2 separate regions of the Gossypium hirsutum genome follow, and region 2 is linked to region 1. A link is a contact called in public Hi-C data. All regions are on one chromosome and are shown on one strand. Each heading gives the region's core, a stretch centred on a gene start, on an enhancer-like site or on the middle of the called end of the contact. The rest is flanking DNA. Distances are from core to core; before and after follow the strand shown.

Region 1 (3,642 bases), core at 886-3,385:
CTATACTAGCAGACCCTTAGCAATCTTTATGTATCATCTTATTTTGTAGATAATATACTCATATTTGAATCATAGAAATGATATTATTGAAAGGAGCAACTATAATTTGTTTTTTTTTTAAATATCATGTACCATAATATGTACATGGAAAAGTGACAGAGAAAAATTAGAATGAATCTTGAGTAAACATCTTGTAATCCAAACTTAAATCAAATAAAATCTTTTGAATTAAATAGTAATCAAGATTAATTCAAATTAAAAAAATATTTATCTTAAATTCATATCATTTCAAATTAAGTGATAACTCAAGCTTTAAATTAATTTAGTTAAAGTCAGACCCAACTCATACTTAAGAAGTCCTGAGCTTTTGTTGGGAATGACTTGAAAGGCCGAAGGTTAGGTTGGCTAAAGCTTTGAAACTAATGCATTGCAATGGTCCAATGTTAGCCCGTATAATTCAGCCCCTTTAATAAAAATGCTACAATTTAAGCACATTCCATAAATTCTATGAATTTCTTTCTATTTATTTTTTTATTATGTTTACTTTTAAAAATTAATCTCTGGTTAGTAACGTAGAATTTATTGCAGTAAAACAATTTAGTTCTACTTGATACTACAATGTATCCATTTTTTAATATTTTTTTACTACACTCGCTCTATTCATGTAGTGTAATATTTTCACTAATAACATAACAAATAATTTTTTCAATTTATTTTATTCCATTTGTATTAATTTTTTAATGAAAAAATACTGTGTTCTATATTTCTTTAATGAAAAAAAATTTGATTTTAATTAAATTAAGAGCGAACATAAATACAATTGAGATTTACTTTTTGAATTTAATCAATCTAGTTTATATTGTCTACAAAACATTTGATATTAAGTATTCAGAATCTTAAATACTCGAGTCACAAAGAGATGGAAAGCCTTTAGAAATTTCTCTAATGTAATAATTAGTGTAATAATATGATATTTTGTATAACCACACAAAACCTTAATCTTGTGTAATTGCATGTAAGTTGTAAGAAAACAAGTGTTAGACTAAACATTTTAATAACATGTGAATGAAACAGGATAATTTTGGGCAACATTATCTCAAAATTTGCAATTATGTTTATTAAATTTCTTGTTTTATATAAAACAAACATGCACGCTTAGGGCATGCACCAATCAAAACCCTAAACTATAAACTACCTTAAAAACCAAAAAAAAAAAAAAAGATGTCCTAGAAGTTCTTTTTCCCATCAAATACTTGATTAAACTGCCAATTAGCTGGCACAACGTTATCGAACACAATCATTTTCCCTTCACTAGTAGTCACCTGAAACGATAAGCCTTGCCCCACTAACTTTGTTCCCGTCTGCCAATTCACACCCCAATTGCGGCTCATCTGCAACCACGACCCGGTACTCGACCCTTTGATTTTAACATCCTTAACATCACCAACTCCTCCTACGTTGTACAACAACACCAATGTCAAGTAAGGGTTTCCCTTAATTTGGAATTGAACCCCACCTTTCTTGTAGCACAAGACACGACGGTAATTGACCGGGATGATCCCGGCTTTGTAATACGCTAGCTTAGTGAACATCGGCTTTGATAGATCAAAGTGTTTTAATGGTGGGTTGCACCAGTTCCCATCCGGTTTCGAGTAATTGGGAGGACAAAAATTGGTTGCGGTCACTATGATAGAGCCGGCTTTCGGATAACACCATTGAGGGTCATTGAAACACTTGATCTCGAAACAAGCCCCGCAGGTGAGACCATTATTGAACAATGCTGTGCTTAGTGCTGTCGTCTGGAGTCCATACCCTTGCTTGAATAGATCACCATATCCGCAAGCTCCCTCTGCAATAATCAAACACGGTCTCAAGATTTAAATCTCGACATACGCAATGCAAAGCATAAAATGTTGCAATAACCAAAACACAATATATATACTTACGCATGGTGCCACCACCACTCATATCACCATAAAATGTTGCATGGGCATCATACCAGTTTGAGTCAATCATTTGATTACCCATAAGCATATGCCTATTGGCCGCCATGGATGAAATCAAATGAACTGTAACCATGAGAAATGAAAAGAAAAGCTTCAGGGTAGCCATTGCTGCAAAAAGATTTTTATTATTTTGATGAAAAACTGGGGCCAAGAACTGACAGATAAATATAGGTCAAAAGGAATTATAGAAGGAAAGGAAATTTATAAATTATGAGACTTTAATTTAACCCGTTTAAGCTAAAACGATGGTTTTGGTAATTACAGCAAAACTAATGTAAAGGAATTAAGAAATTATGGAAAATAATCTAATGTTTTTTATGAATTTGGAAACAACCAGCCCAGTTTTTTCTTCTACTATGTTTCCGTTACGTTATTCGCTAATTACCTGAGAAAGGGATTAACTCAATATCACCCCCCAAAAAAATCTATTAATTATTTAATTAAGGATTTCGTTACTAACTGATATGATTTTGTAACACTTTTTTTTAGAGTTTAATTCATTACCTATTTATTTAATTTTTTTTTGTTTCTTTTAGTCTTTAAATTTGCATTGCTTATTAAATCGTCTAAAAATGAATAGAAAAATTAACGTTTATTAGCTTTGTTGATGTGGCATGTATTTTGAGGTGATTTGACAAATAATACTAATTTAAGAGCTATAAAATACAAAAATAAATAAATATAGAAGGCTAAAATGACTTTTTTATAAAATTGGAGGGCCAAAAAAATTATTATGCCAAAAAAACCAAATCCATTATGAACTACAAGTACAACTACAAATACAAATTCAATCAAGTATAATATAAAATCAAATTAGTAAAAAATATAATAGAATAAAAATCAGACAAAATCCACTCCTAATATACGTATATGATAGAGTGGAGACTTACATATTACAATTACGCATGCTACCAAAACTTGGATACTAAAAAATTCAAAAACTCCACCGTAATCAGCATACCTCGCCTCAGTTGCATAACACCTGTTGAGATTAATTAAATTACTATTTATAACAATATTTTATATAAAATATAAATAGCTAATAAAATATAAATATCTAACAAAGTCTGGTTAATTACTATAGGTGTGTTACCTTTTTAAATTCATTTTATCAAATTTATTTATATAGAAATTTTATTAAATTTACTTACTCATTTTTATTATTTTCCATATAATTTTTATATATAATTGTATTTCTATGCAACCATAAGGTGTGGTGTGGTAATTATTCATCTTATTTCTTAACAATGTAGTCAAGGGTTCAATCTTTTGTTATAAGAATAGAACACATTTTATGACTAGTCGTTTACAAAAGCTTCGGAAACTTCAAAATCAAAATTTTTGCATTTATTTTTCTTTAAAATTTTTATTTTAAATTATGTCACATAAGATTTAACATATCAAATTAACGATTTTTGTAACAAAAGGACATTGTTGATATAACATTGGCCCAACTTGATCCCAGCCGATTATCAGGTCTATCTAAAAGTAAACTTAGGACAAAAAAGGTCCATTTAAAAATAAGCTAAGGTCTAGTTTTGATATTCAAAGTCTACGTTGAATTTGACCCGTTTTTCAAATTTATAAAATGTTGAATATAAAAATTAAATAGATTATTATAATTTATACATTATTT
Region 2 (3,830 bases), core at 787-3,286, 230 kb before region 1:
CCCTTTAAATTGCAATCCTATCCTATATGAGTGAACTTCATGGTCAAATTGGAAAAATTCCATATAATCGGCCCAAGAGATAGCAACCAATGAATACCAAGAACCAAATCAAATCCCTTTACTGATAAGATTAAGAAATCAGAGGTGAATTTGTATCCTTGTGCTTCCCAGGAAACTGCTCTACATATACTCTGAGTAGATAACCGAACCCCATTTGCTACCATCACTCACAATATACTTCTTACCAAATTCAACCTTTTAGCCACCTTAAGATCGATAAAATTGTATGTGCTACCTGAGTCCACCAATGCAGTCACTCAGTGTTAATTTGTATCCTTGTGCTTCCCAGGAAACTGCTCTACATATACCCTGAGTAGATAACCGAACCCCATTTGCTACCATCACTCACAATATACTTCTTACCAAATTCAACCTTTTAGCCACCTTAAGATCGATAAAATTGTATGTGCTACCTGAGTCCACCAATGCAGTCACTCAGTGTTATCAATAACTGCTGGAAACCTCATAGTGTTATGGCCTTGCAACCGCTAAAGAGCATGTAAGGACAATACAAGACTCGCTGGAATAGAATCGACTAAGTCCAATTGATTGGAAAAATCCTAAAATTCTTCAAAGGAGGAACTCTTCATATCAGAACCTTGTTCCCATACTGGTTCAATAATAAGTTGATACAATTGAGACTTAGAGCATTTATGACCAGGTGAATACTTCGAGTCACACCAAAAACAAAGGCCCTTCTTCCTTCTATCCTCCAACTCCGCTTGTGACAAGGACTTAGATGGAACTCTTTATCCTAAACTACCATTCACCAACCCCCTGCTAAAGGAGAGTTCCACGTTCCTTGCTGCCCTCTTGAAATAGGAAACAGAGGTCGTGACGAACTACTTGCACTACCAACAGTAAACCCCTTCTTCACTGGTCCCAACACAATATTCTTAACCTGCCAAGCTAAATTATAACCCTCCACCAACGTCTGCGGCTTAAATAGCCTGAGATACTGCCCTATTTCAGTTTTCAAGTTGTTGATGAATATGCTTAAAGCATACGATTCATGTAAGTACAACTGATTCAACAAACTAAAAAATCCATCATGGAACTGGCCAACAGTTCCATGTTGTTTAAGTGTTACCAGCTCGGTCATGGGATCAAGAAAGGAATCAGTTCCAAAACGTTCCTTAATTCCTCTAGCATACATCTCCCAAGTTAACTAATGCAACCCTCCATGTCTTTGCACAAAGAAATGATGCCAGTCTAATGCCTTTCCTTCCAAACGCAACATAACCACTCTAACTTTAGCATGTTCACCTATTTCTTCTGCCTCGAAATACTGTTCCAACTTAGACCACCAAACTCTAAAATTACTACCATCAAAATGTGGACAATCCACTCGAAAAGAAGTATTTCCAACTTCCACATTTCCTCCTCGCGAGGACATATCGAATGGCCTAGATTTGCATAGGCGATACCATGAGGTGTTCCTTTGCCGGAAAACCAGGAGGAGAACCTAAAATACCCTTCCCTTTACCACTCATCACACCTGTAACCGTAGCTGGAGGGTTTTGCCCAAAATACTGTTCAAATAAAGAATGAAGTTTAGATCGAAGTTCAGATCTTACCTCTGAACGAATCTCAGACTTAATTCCCTCCTGCAAATCCTTTAGACGTGCATTAATCCATGCATCAAGCTGAGAAAATTGAACCTGTAATTGAGTGAGTTCTCCGTGCATCATGCCAAATTCCTTCTGAATTCTTGTAGTCACTCCCTCCACAGTCATGAAAATCGACAAGGCTCTAATACCTTTGTCATGGAAAGAATCTGAATAAAAAATATATAGAAGAAGAGAAGAGAACCCAAAAGAGAAAAGAGAAGAAAGATTGATAGAAGAATAAGAGAGAGTACTGGAAATTCTGTCTTAAACTTTTCATAGCCATTTTTATGTTCCTTTTGTCAAGTATATATGGAAACCAAATAACAACTCGTACAAACCATACAATAGACCAAAACACATCATTTAACTAATACTAAAACCGCACCATTTCACCAGAATAGAAATGAGATAAAACGCAGCGTACAGCACAAGAGACTTAACAGAAATAACAAAAATATGAAAATATGAAAACCATTCCATAACATTATGTAAAGGGATATTTTCTACATAATTCTTTCTACATCCCGCCTTTTGCAGAAAAGGATCGCCGCATGGACTAATTGCAGTTCTTGTCTCCCTGCTTTTGAATTCTCCCCGATTTTGAAATTTCATGCAAATTAATTGCCAAATAGGTACTTTTCTTCTTACATTTTTTTTAATTTCGATTTTAAATCCTTTTTTAATATCATTTTTTATTTTGATTTATTTTATCCTATTGATTTTGATTTCTCCTTTTTTTTTTGGTGTTTTAAGGTTATTTATAAGGTTATATAAAGAGATATTTTCTACATAATTCCTTCTACCTCCTGCCTTTTATAAAAAAGGATCGTCGCATGGACTAATTGCAGCTCTTGTCCGTTTGCTTTTAAATTCTCCTCAATTTTGAAATTTCAGGCAAATTAATTGCCACATAGGTACTCAGCTTCTTACATTTTTTGTTTTGATTTTAAATCTTTTTTTAATCTCATTTTTTATTTTAATTTATTTTATCCTATTGATTTACATTTCTCTCTTTTTTTTTTGGTGTTTTAGGGTTATTTATAGGGTTATATAAAGGGATATTTTCTACATAATTCCTTCTAAATCCTGCCATCAGCAGAAAAGGATCGCCGCATGGGCTAATTGTAGTTCTCGTCCCTTTGGTTTTGGTTTCTCCCAGATTTTGAAATTTCAGGCAAATTAAGTGCCAAATAGGTCCTTTGCTTCGTACGTTTTTTATTTCGATTTTAAATCCTTTTTTAATTTCATTTTTTATTTAGATTTCTCCGTTTTATTATTATTGTTGTTGTTTTGATTGTTGATTCGATTTTAAACTTTATTGTATTTAAATTTTAGATTGCTTTTTGCTTTAATTATTGTTTAAATGTTGTTTTTCTTGGTTGGATAATTGTGAAATGTGGTATATTGCTTTATTTTGTTTGAGTAATGTTAGATTGTATTTTATTCCATGGTAATTTCTCATATTTTATTTTTACTTTCTATTTTAGAAGTAATGTTAGATTTGTATTATATCCCATGGTAATTCTCATATTTTATTTCTACTTACTATTTTAGAATTTGTTGTTTGGCATTTTGTTATTTACTGTATTTATCATTTTAGATTTGATTAGACATTGTGTCTTAATTTAAGTATTAGGATTATTTGTGGTTTTCTCTATAGTTGGTTAGTTTATTTTTTATTTTCATACTTTAAATTTAAATTAGTTCATTTTTGGATCTCGGATCTAAATATTAGGTTTCTCTTGATTAAATTTTTAGAAATTAGATTTTAGGACTTTTAGATTGTAGGTTTTAAAAATTTTTATGTTAAGTTACATTTAAGGTTTTATTTCTTTTAAAAATTAAATTAAGTCTTTCGGATTTAATATTTCATTTTTAATTAGATTTTTTAATTTTTGCAACCAATTATATTTTTAATTAAGATCTTAAAATTAGGTATTAAAATTATATTTTAGGATTTTTTAATTTTTTTAATTTTTAAACTTTAAATTAAAATTTAGGCATTGAACCAAATTTAGATTTGTTAAGTTTTTTTTTTTCTTTTTATAGCTTTCTTTCTCATTTATAATTTTTTAGATGTTTTTATTAGATTTTAAGATTCTTTCTCCATTTGATTTTAGAGTTTAGATTTTAGATAGTTTTGGAGTCCTCCTTAGATTC

Evidence for each region. Hi-C and Micro-C count contacts between places; a contact is called where the count stands out from the background.
Region 2: a Hi-C map of leaf shows a contact between it and region 1, with 1.9 times the contacts expected there. The contact joins the enhancer-like site here to the promoter of LOC107961550 in region 1. A contact is called at or near these places in 5 of 34 Hi-C or Micro-C datasets (hypocotyl, leaf and seedling).

What each region holds. Positions count from the first base shown.
Region 1 is chrA05:102,729,086-102,732,727 of Gossypium_hirsutum_v2.1, reverse strand. LOC107961550 (expansin-A23) reads right to left here and starts at 2,135. Exons shown (of 2, transcript XM_016897658.2): 1 at 1,947-2,135; 2 at 1,092-1,849. The coding sequence starts at 2,112. The coding sequence ends at 1,227.
Region 2 is chrA05:102,957,792-102,961,621 of Gossypium_hirsutum_v2.1, reverse strand. No RefSeq gene overlaps it. Among protein-coding and RNA genes, the nearest start is that of LOC107959768, 16 kb to the left of the region's middle. Within about 2 kb of position 2,036, at least 6 of the 9 cell types and tissues checked have an H3K27ac peak or open chromatin away from gene starts, as enhancers often do. A contact at or near this core is called in leaf, where this site is marked.